Linked DNA regions of Anas platyrhynchos: region 1 is linked to region 2. The links are chromatin contacts, called in public Hi-C maps. All regions are on one chromosome and are shown on one strand. Each heading gives the region's core, a stretch centred on a gene start, on an enhancer-like site or on the middle of the called end of the contact. The rest is flanking DNA. Distances are from core to core; before and after follow the strand shown.

What was found. Hi-C and Micro-C count contacts between places; a contact is called where the count stands out from the background.
Region 1: a Hi-C map of subcutaneous adipose tissue shows a contact between it and region 2, with 3 times the contacts expected there. The contact joins two enhancer-like sites. A contact is called at or near these places in 3 of 8 Hi-C or Micro-C datasets (liver, skeletal muscle and subcutaneous adipose tissue).

The regions. Positions count from the first base shown.
Region 1 is chr29:4,785,339-4,789,266 of IASCAAS_PekinDuck_T2T, reverse strand. It overlaps REXO1 (RNA exonuclease 1 homolog), which reads left to right. Exons shown (of 15, transcript XM_027471803.3): 11 at 467-540. Among named protein-coding and RNA genes, the nearest start is that of ATP8B3, 11 kb to the right of the region's middle. Within about 2 kb of position 2,281, at least 1 of the 8 cell types and tissues checked has an H3K27ac peak or open chromatin away from gene starts, as enhancers often do.
Region 2 is chr29:4,585,266-4,589,397 of IASCAAS_PekinDuck_T2T, reverse strand. TCF3 (transcription factor 3) reads left to right here. Exons shown (of 20, transcript XM_038169034.2): 16 at 538-661; 17 at 1,007-1,169; 18 at 2,109-2,347. Among named protein-coding and RNA genes, the nearest start is that of UQCR11, 14 kb to the right of the region's middle. Within about 2 kb of position 2,822, at least 1 of the 8 cell types and tissues checked has an H3K27ac peak or open chromatin away from gene starts, as enhancers often do.

The sequences.
Region 1 (3,928 bases), core at 1,032-3,531, 200 kb before region 2:
GGTACAGTCCCTAAAATATGAAAACGTGTCTGGAACTGAGGTGGTTCATCTTTTTGGCTTAAAAAAAAAAAGAAAAAAGTAAAAGGCACAAACCATCTTGTACATTTTCAAAGATCATTCTTTTAGGAGACTTAGGAACAATAGAGCTCTGCTGCCTGAGTGAGTTTACCGGTCTTGGTTAAACTCATTTGCAGCAAGATAGTAGCCTAGTTGGAACTCTGTAGTTTTCTGCTAATGCATCCATGATCAGTGAATCAGCTGTGCTGGTTAAATAAGTCAAACTGCTTTGCTCATCTGTGCCATTGCTGGTAGGTGGCTTCTGCAGTTTGAATATGAGAGACTTGTGAATCTCTTTTTTTTCCCTTTGCTTGCAAATTATTGTTGCTGTGTTCATTCAGGACATCTCTGCACTTGTCAGCTGAAGTTTAGGTCTCTTCTCTCTGACTCTTAACTCTTGCTCTTTCAGTACCAGGTGGATGGGAAACTCATTACAGCTGCTGCTCAGGAGCTGTGGGTTCACCAGGCTGCCAGGTTGCTAAAGTAAGTTATTGAGCAACACCTTTTTATTCTCAATGACATTTGTCCTCTGCTTGCAATGGTGGTGGCTGTGTGAGCCTTTAGAAGAATGGTGGATTCCCCTGGGGAGAAAAAGCAAGTACTTCTTAAATGCCTTTTGCTATGCAAAGGTAAGAAAATTTGGTGTTTGGCAAGAAGGAAGAATCTCAAATGTTTGGAGTTGAAGTGGTTTCTATTTTGCAGATGCAAATTTTTTAACATTTTTCTAAGCAAAATGTAAGCACTTTTTCTAAGCAAATGACAGCGGGTTAAGTTGCCCAGCAAAAACTTGGATATAGTCTTCTTTAGGGAAACACTGAAAAAGTGAGAAAAAAGGAAATTCCTTTTAAGAAGCGTGCTCAGAGCCTTGACAACAGTGGCCAAAACCTTTATTCCCTTTTTTTTTTTTTTTTAATTCTTAGATGCCTGTGCTAAGGTAACTTCTGCTGTAGGCCAAATCCTTTCTTAGTTTTCCATTTATTGCACGCCCTTTGTTTTATTAAGGGGAGGAACCTTCCCAAGGAGTGTGTTGTAACCCATAGATATTGCTTCCTCTTGAGGAGGGTGGGGAAAGGATCACATCAGTAGAAAGCAGAATCTAAAACCTGCTCAGGAATTGAGCTTTGGCCCTTTGGTCGAGCTGAATGCTGTCTGGGATACCTTTGTACAGGTGCTTTTTCTTGTTTCCTTACGCAACAGCCAGGCACCCCTGGCTCTCAGTCCATTGACTGAAGGGAACAATCTGTCTCTGGCCTCTGCCCAAGGTCTAGGGATTCTCCTGGTCCCTTGTTTCAGTGGCATTTTTACATTTGGCAGCTGCCATGCAGAGAGAGATGGTTCAGAACCAAATGATCTAAAAGGGTCATGTCCAGTAGAAGGGGCTCCCACAGCTATTTGTTGTAGGGCATCTTATTGTCTTGCTGTTTGAAAGTGCTCAGGTGATACAGAGCCAGCAGAGTTCTGGAGAGGTGTGTGCCATCATTATTCTGGCCAAAAGCTAGAACTAGGAAGTGAATTCTGGGGCAAAATTTAAGGCTTGTCAACTAGAACTAGACCTGTCAGCACATGAACCCTAAAAGCCTGTCCTGCCCAGTCTGAAGCATGGATGGGATCAGGCATGTGGCTGCTCCTCCTATTTCTTTTTCATTTGATATCAGGATCTCTTTTTTAATCAGTGTTCCAAAAAAAACATCCAGCAGGGAAGTCGGGAGAAATTGATGGGGCTATAAAAACATGACTTCTCTGCATGTTTTTACGTGGCTGTTGTAGACCATAAAACCTCATGGCCTTATAAGAAACATACAATTTCTCTAATAGCCTCCTACTCAATGAAGCATGCTGTCAGTGCTCCAGGGCTCAGGCATCCTTTCACATCTGCCTCCTAGTTGTTGTGCTGCTACAGATCACTACATTCTGGCTTTCTTGCTTTTTTCATCCAGATGAATTTTTTGGTAAATTTAAGGTCAGAGTCCCCAGTCTGCTCAGGATGAGAATATGGAATGGGATTTGGGGATGTTTGGGCTACAGCTTTTTTTTTTACATCTTTCAGCTTTGAAGGCATTGAAAATAGCAAATATTTATAATAAACTATTCTAAATAACGGGGCGCATAGCTGGTTAGAAAAGCATTGCTGTGCCTTTTCCTTCCAAACGCATTTGGGATGTGTGTTTGGATCATGCTGCAGTTAGCGCCTGTGGCAGGAGGTGGCAGGGTGGAGCTGTGCATGGAGCTACAGCTCCCCAGGAGCAGACCAGTCGAGCTGCTCTGTTCTTTGTGACAGCTGAGTCTGCTCGCTTCTTTCTTGGATCTGAAAAAACGAAACAACTTTTCTGCTTTCTTCTCAGCGAGGAAGAATTGGACAGTTGTAGAACATCAGCTGTTGTAGAAAAACACCTCATTTGTTTTTCCTTCACTGCTCAGTTATGTTGCATAGCAGAGAAGGGAAAGGATCAAGCTGAATGGGAGAGAATTTTTACTATTTGTTGGCCTGGTAGTGTGTTCTACCCATTTCTTTAGCAAAACAATCAGATTCGTGGGCATAGATGCAGAATTGACAAGTGTGGCCTCTTGCTCCTGGGAATTGAACCATGCAGCCTTGGAGCAGTGCTGGCTTTGGATGCAGGGAGAGGTCAGGCTCGGTATTGGCCCAGCCGCCTGGTTAACTGCAAATGATGCAGTTCTCTCTACTCTGGCTGGTTTTATTATTATGTACTCTATTACCCGCAGTAATGACTGGTGAAGGAAATTATGTAAATCCCTGCTCTGCCTACATATTTCAGTTCTACAACTGCCTGGGTTTGTCCTCTCTAGCCTTTCTGTTCTGAGGTGATGCCATGTGCAGGCTGATTCCTTGCAGGGTGAGATTTGTCAGAAGCATGACGGAGGCTGCATGCAGACTGCTGTGATTATGCACAAATATGTTGAGATTGAGGGATAAACAAAACTTAAACAAAGGAAACCACTGGGAACTAAGGGAGAGAGCATGTCACCTCTGGGTGTGGTGCAGCAATTTAATTTGACCTAAAACCATGCTAGTGGGCAGTCACCACCTCTGCTTTGCCCTCTGTGTTCCTGCTTCCTTGCAGGCACAGTGATGAAGGTAACTGGCTCAGTGCAATGATCCACTTCAAAACACCCCAGAGAAGAAGGCTTTGAGGCTGACTGAATAGTACCAGGGCAGGCAGGGTGGGGTCTGTGGCTGTGGAGGAAAGGAGAGTGGGAGTGCCTCTTGCAACAGTGGCTTAGTCTTGCGTTGGCTTATGCCACTCATGGAAACACTCCCTGAATTTTCCTGCTAGCTTGGGGAGCTTTTCTGCGCTGAATATTGTTGACTCTAGAGCTTTAGCTGGGGATGATGAGGAGAGGCTGGAAATGGTTTCCATTTTTTGCCTCAAGTGCTGGTAAGGCAGTAAGCTCATGTTTGTGAACTGTCTGGTTTCGGAATATAGTGGCTCTTATTTGTCTGTACACACTGACATTTTCTGCTGCTTCATTCCACTAGCTTCTCGTGTCATCTCTGGGCTGTGATACACTTGATACTAAAGCTCAGACAGCAATGTTTGACATTAGAATCCTGCAGCTGGGCATGTCTCAGTCACAGGTGAATCCAGAAACCAGCAGCTGGAGTAGATCCATGTAAGACCACCGAGTGAGCCTTTCTGAGTAATTCTACTCTGAATTGAAAGTTGGAAGCTACCTGAGACGGCCGTCTCCTAGTCCTTAGATATGCGATGCATTGCTACTAAGTGAGCTGTTAATACAGTGCCTCTAGTTCTGATCCTGCTTTGGAATTGGGTTCACACATGGCTGCTACATTGCTTTTGCGGTGAGCTTCTCAGGCCAACTAGTAGGCAAGTCTTATTTCTCGTTAGCC
Region 2 (4,132 bases), core at 1,573-4,072:
ACCAGACGTGCTTTGCACCCGAGCTAAGCCATGGGCAACCTGTGTGTCCCATGCCACAAACCAGTGCCAGCTGCAGAAATGAGCACTTGCAGCAGGGCTGGCTCTGTCCTGCCAACGCAGTGTGACCTTGGGGAGTTCAGGCTCAGGAAGGCTGCCCAACCATTGTCCCTTGTGCCCGAGCCCTTCAGGGTGACATCCGTGCTGCCAGGATGTCCGCTGCTCTGGGGGCGTTGGGGGGCTTGCAGAAATATCGGTGCTTGGTGGAGACAGGATGCGTGCAACCACGCAGGGTGTCTGCAGCATGCGAGCCGTGCAGCCCAGCAGAGAGAGGCTTTCCCGTGGGGCACAGAGCTGCTTTCTGCAGTGTCCTCACCACAGTCCCTGGCGGGGAGCCGGTGCGGGTTGGCTTTTCTCTCCTGCATGCCAGCGCTCTGTGGGAGCGTGCATGGAGGGCACGTGGCTCTGCTCGGGGTGACCCGCGCGCGCTGGCCGTGACACTTCCACCCCTCAAGGCTTGCTCTGCTCGTTCTGCTGTAGGTGGGAGGAGGTCACCCCGAAGACGGGCTGTCCAGCACCCCCAGCATGCTCCACAACCATGTCACACTTCCGTCACAGCCCAGCTCGCTCCCCGACCTCAGCAGGCCGCAGGACACGTACAGCGGTAAGGCAGCCCCGCACGCGCGCACGCTGCAGTCCCACGGCAGCTCGGGGTGGGGGCTCTCATGAGGTTGGTGCTACCTGGTGGTTCCCATGCTGAGCCTTTTCCAGAGGTCCTTGACGTGGCTTCTGGTTTGTGCTGCGTGTTCCTGTCCCTTCGGCTGTGGGTGCAAGGAGCCCCCGGGCCCTGCGCTGCTGGGGGAAGGCTGGGCTCTGACCCTGGAAAGGGTGGGATGGGGGGGTGAAGGGGATGGGGTGCAGTTGTGGGGCAGAGCCAGTGACCCTCCAGCTTTGCTGGCTGTGGACCCCCCCCCCCAGCTCGCTCCAACCCCCTCTGCTTCCTCGGCAGGCTTGTCAGGGGGGCTGGGGCGAAGCAGCGTCTCCTCGGGAACCAGCGAAATAAAGCGGGAGGAGAAGGAGGACGAGGAGAACACATCGGTGGCGGATAACTCAGAAGAGGAGAAGAAGGAGCTGAAACCCTCCCGGAACAGAACAAGGTGCTCTTTGAACAGGTCTCTCCCTTCACTTACTCCGTTACCCGTCTGAAGGCATTCGGGCTGGGGCACGGCCACGGTGACCCCCGGGTGCTTGGCTCGGCCCGGTGAGGCCGGGGGTCGTCCCGTGGTGTGGATCCACCAGCCCCTACCCACCACGGGAGCCCTGCCCGTCCTCGCAGGTGCGTGGCGTGGGCCGTGCCGTGCTGGGGAAGGCTCTCAGCCTCCTGGCCTCCCTGCCCTGCTGCCCCCATCCCCACGGCCGGAGGCTTTGTGCCTTGTCCGCGCAAGCTGCGCCCGCCTGGGTGCTCGCTGGGGGCATCGTGGCTGTGCTGAGGCAGGAAGGGGCGCTCAGCATCCCTGGCTGGAGGCTGGGGGGGGTTTTCAGCCTCCTCCCTGCTACAGTTCGGCTCTGCTGTCTGCCTCGGGGCTCCTGAACCCCCGTTGCATCCAGCCAGACACGTGGCAGCGGATCAGGTGGAGTCCTTCCAGCGTGCTGGCTTGTCCGCAGCCTCGCCATCGGCTCGGGGACCTCGGCAGGGCGATGCTGCCCAGAGGGGCAGTGCCGGCCCCGCTCCTGCCAGACAGCGGCCACCTCCTGCCCCAGAGGCAGGTGCTGCCCGTCCCTGAAATTGTAGCTGGGGACACCAGTGTCAGCCCTGAATGCCTTCTCCGGGCCACCGCACGACCTCCCAGCGACAAACTCAGGCCTTAATCGCATTGTTGTGGTTTCTTTATTTGCTTTGTATTTAAAAAAAAAAATGCGGGGGGGAGGGGATGGAAGAAGAAGAGTCTTAATTGCTTCTCTCCAAAGTCACCGCATGTCCCCGTGTCCCAGCGGGGGCACGCGGGGCGCAGCGTCTCGGTGCCCGATGTGTGTTTCTTTTCTGTGAGTTGACCAGTGCTGAGAGTGCACGCGAGGAATGTCCCTGTCTCGTTCTTATTTTAAACCATTAGTCAAGATGAGGATGAGGAGGACGATCTTCTTCCCCCAGAGCAAAAAGCCGAGAGAGAGAGAGAAAGGAGGGTCGCCAATAATGCCCGTGAGCGCCTGCGGGTCCGTGACATCAACGAGGCCTTTAAAGAGCTCGGACGCATGTGCCAACTCCACCTAAACAGCGAAAAACCGCAGACCAAACTGCTAATCCTACACCAGGCCGTATCAGTCATACTGAACCTGGAGCAACAAGTTAGAGGTCAGTGAGGGTCCCGGAGTGGTGATATTTTACGTATCTGATCGGCACGGGGCTGTCTGTCTGTCTGTCTCCTGTGACATGTGCTGTGGTGCCTTGCACTCTCTCTCTGCCCTGTGGCCTTGGATTCCCAAGGCTGTTGATGTCCTTTTTTTTTTTCTTTTTTTTGTCCTTTTTTTTTTTTTTAATTTTTTTGCAACCCTGCTGTTCTCTCTTTTGTTCCCCCCTGCCATCGCGTGTGCTGCATGCTGGTCCCCGAGGGGGAACCTGCGCCCGCCAGCCCCGGCGGCTGTCCCCGCTTTCCTGCAGCCAGCCGCTTTGCTCAGCTGCTTGGCCAGCAAAAAAAAAAACACCCAAGCAAACAAACAGCAAATCTTTGAGAGGACCTGAAACCTCTCCAAGGGCAGCTCCGAGCCCAGTGCCCGTCCCTCCCCATGGCTGCTCAGGAGGTGCCTCCTTCCTCCCCGGCACAGCGCTGGGGAGCGCAGGCGCCATGTGAGGGGTTGGCACGGCTGAGCCCAGGACCGGGCAGCCCTCGCTGCCTCTCAGAACCGCTGTCCCTCACAAGCCAGGAGCTCTGCGTGTCCATAGCAGGGCCCGGAGCCAGCAGCGGCCACGTGCGGGCTCTCCCCCTCGCCGGGGCAGGCTCGCTCCTTCCCCACGCGTGTGTGCCCGGAGGGGAGGCGCAGGGCTCGCAGGGCTCAGCTTCCCGCTCCAGAGACTTTGCTGCTTTGTTCCCGCAACCCGCAGTGCATGCTCCTGCCTCGCAGAGCCGGGCAGGTTAACCCCCTTTCTCTCTGCAGAGGCTGTTGTAACACGAATCCGTGGTTTGTGCCTGGCTGTGCTCCTCTCTGCTGGCCTCTGCTGTTGCATTGATGTTGGAGTCCTTTGTGCCTCTCTTCAGTTTGTAATTTTTTGCCTTTCATAACGTATATTTTTTCCTGTCTCTTTTTTAATTTCCCCTTCCTTTTTATTTTTTTTTTATTTCGAGTTTTTTTTTTTTTTGGTTCTGTTCTTTCCGATCTCCTACAGACAGTCCCCAGCCGTGACCTCTCGGTGGTCCCACTCTCTACCTTGTACTTGCTGCTTGCGGATGGAGACAGGAGCCGAGGGGTGGCGTGGGGCCGGGTTAGACAGAGTTGGCACCGTGGTCACTTTGGTCTCCCACGCTTGTCCCTTTTTAAACCCTTCTTGGACGCAGCTGGGGAAGCAAGCGAAGCCCCGTGTGCTGCTGTCGGCAGACTTTAGAGCAGGCAGCTAGGGTCTCACTTCTCCAGCGGTTTTGGTCTCCGGGCTGCTCTGCAGGAGAGAAGCCGACCCCACATCCCCTCCTGCGGGGCTGCAGTGGGGCCATGGGGCCCCCGTGTGCCCAGCCACAAAGCTGGGGTCTTTGTGCCGCGATCAGCGGCTAACAGGGCAGGAAGGGGAAGGAGATCAGGGAGGTGTTACAGGAGCCAGGCAGGCAGGTGCCACAAATTGGCTGAGGAGCCGCACATCCTTACAGCCCCGAGGACACCGCACGGCCCCACAAACCAGCAGCACTTGCTGCTGGCAGGGACAGGGCTCCATCCCGCTCGGTTGCAGTGTGCAAGGCACTGAGGAGCTGCAGCACTGCCAGGAGCCACAGCCACCAGCGTTAGCTGGGAGGAACGAGCCCTGTCACTGCCAGGCTCCACTCCCCAGCTGCAGCATCCCCAGGCGCTGAAGAGAGGCAGGGACAGCGGCAGCCCCCAGCCCCATGCAGGCAAGAGCTCATCCGGGGAGCCCTCGCTTCCCCTCCACGTGGTC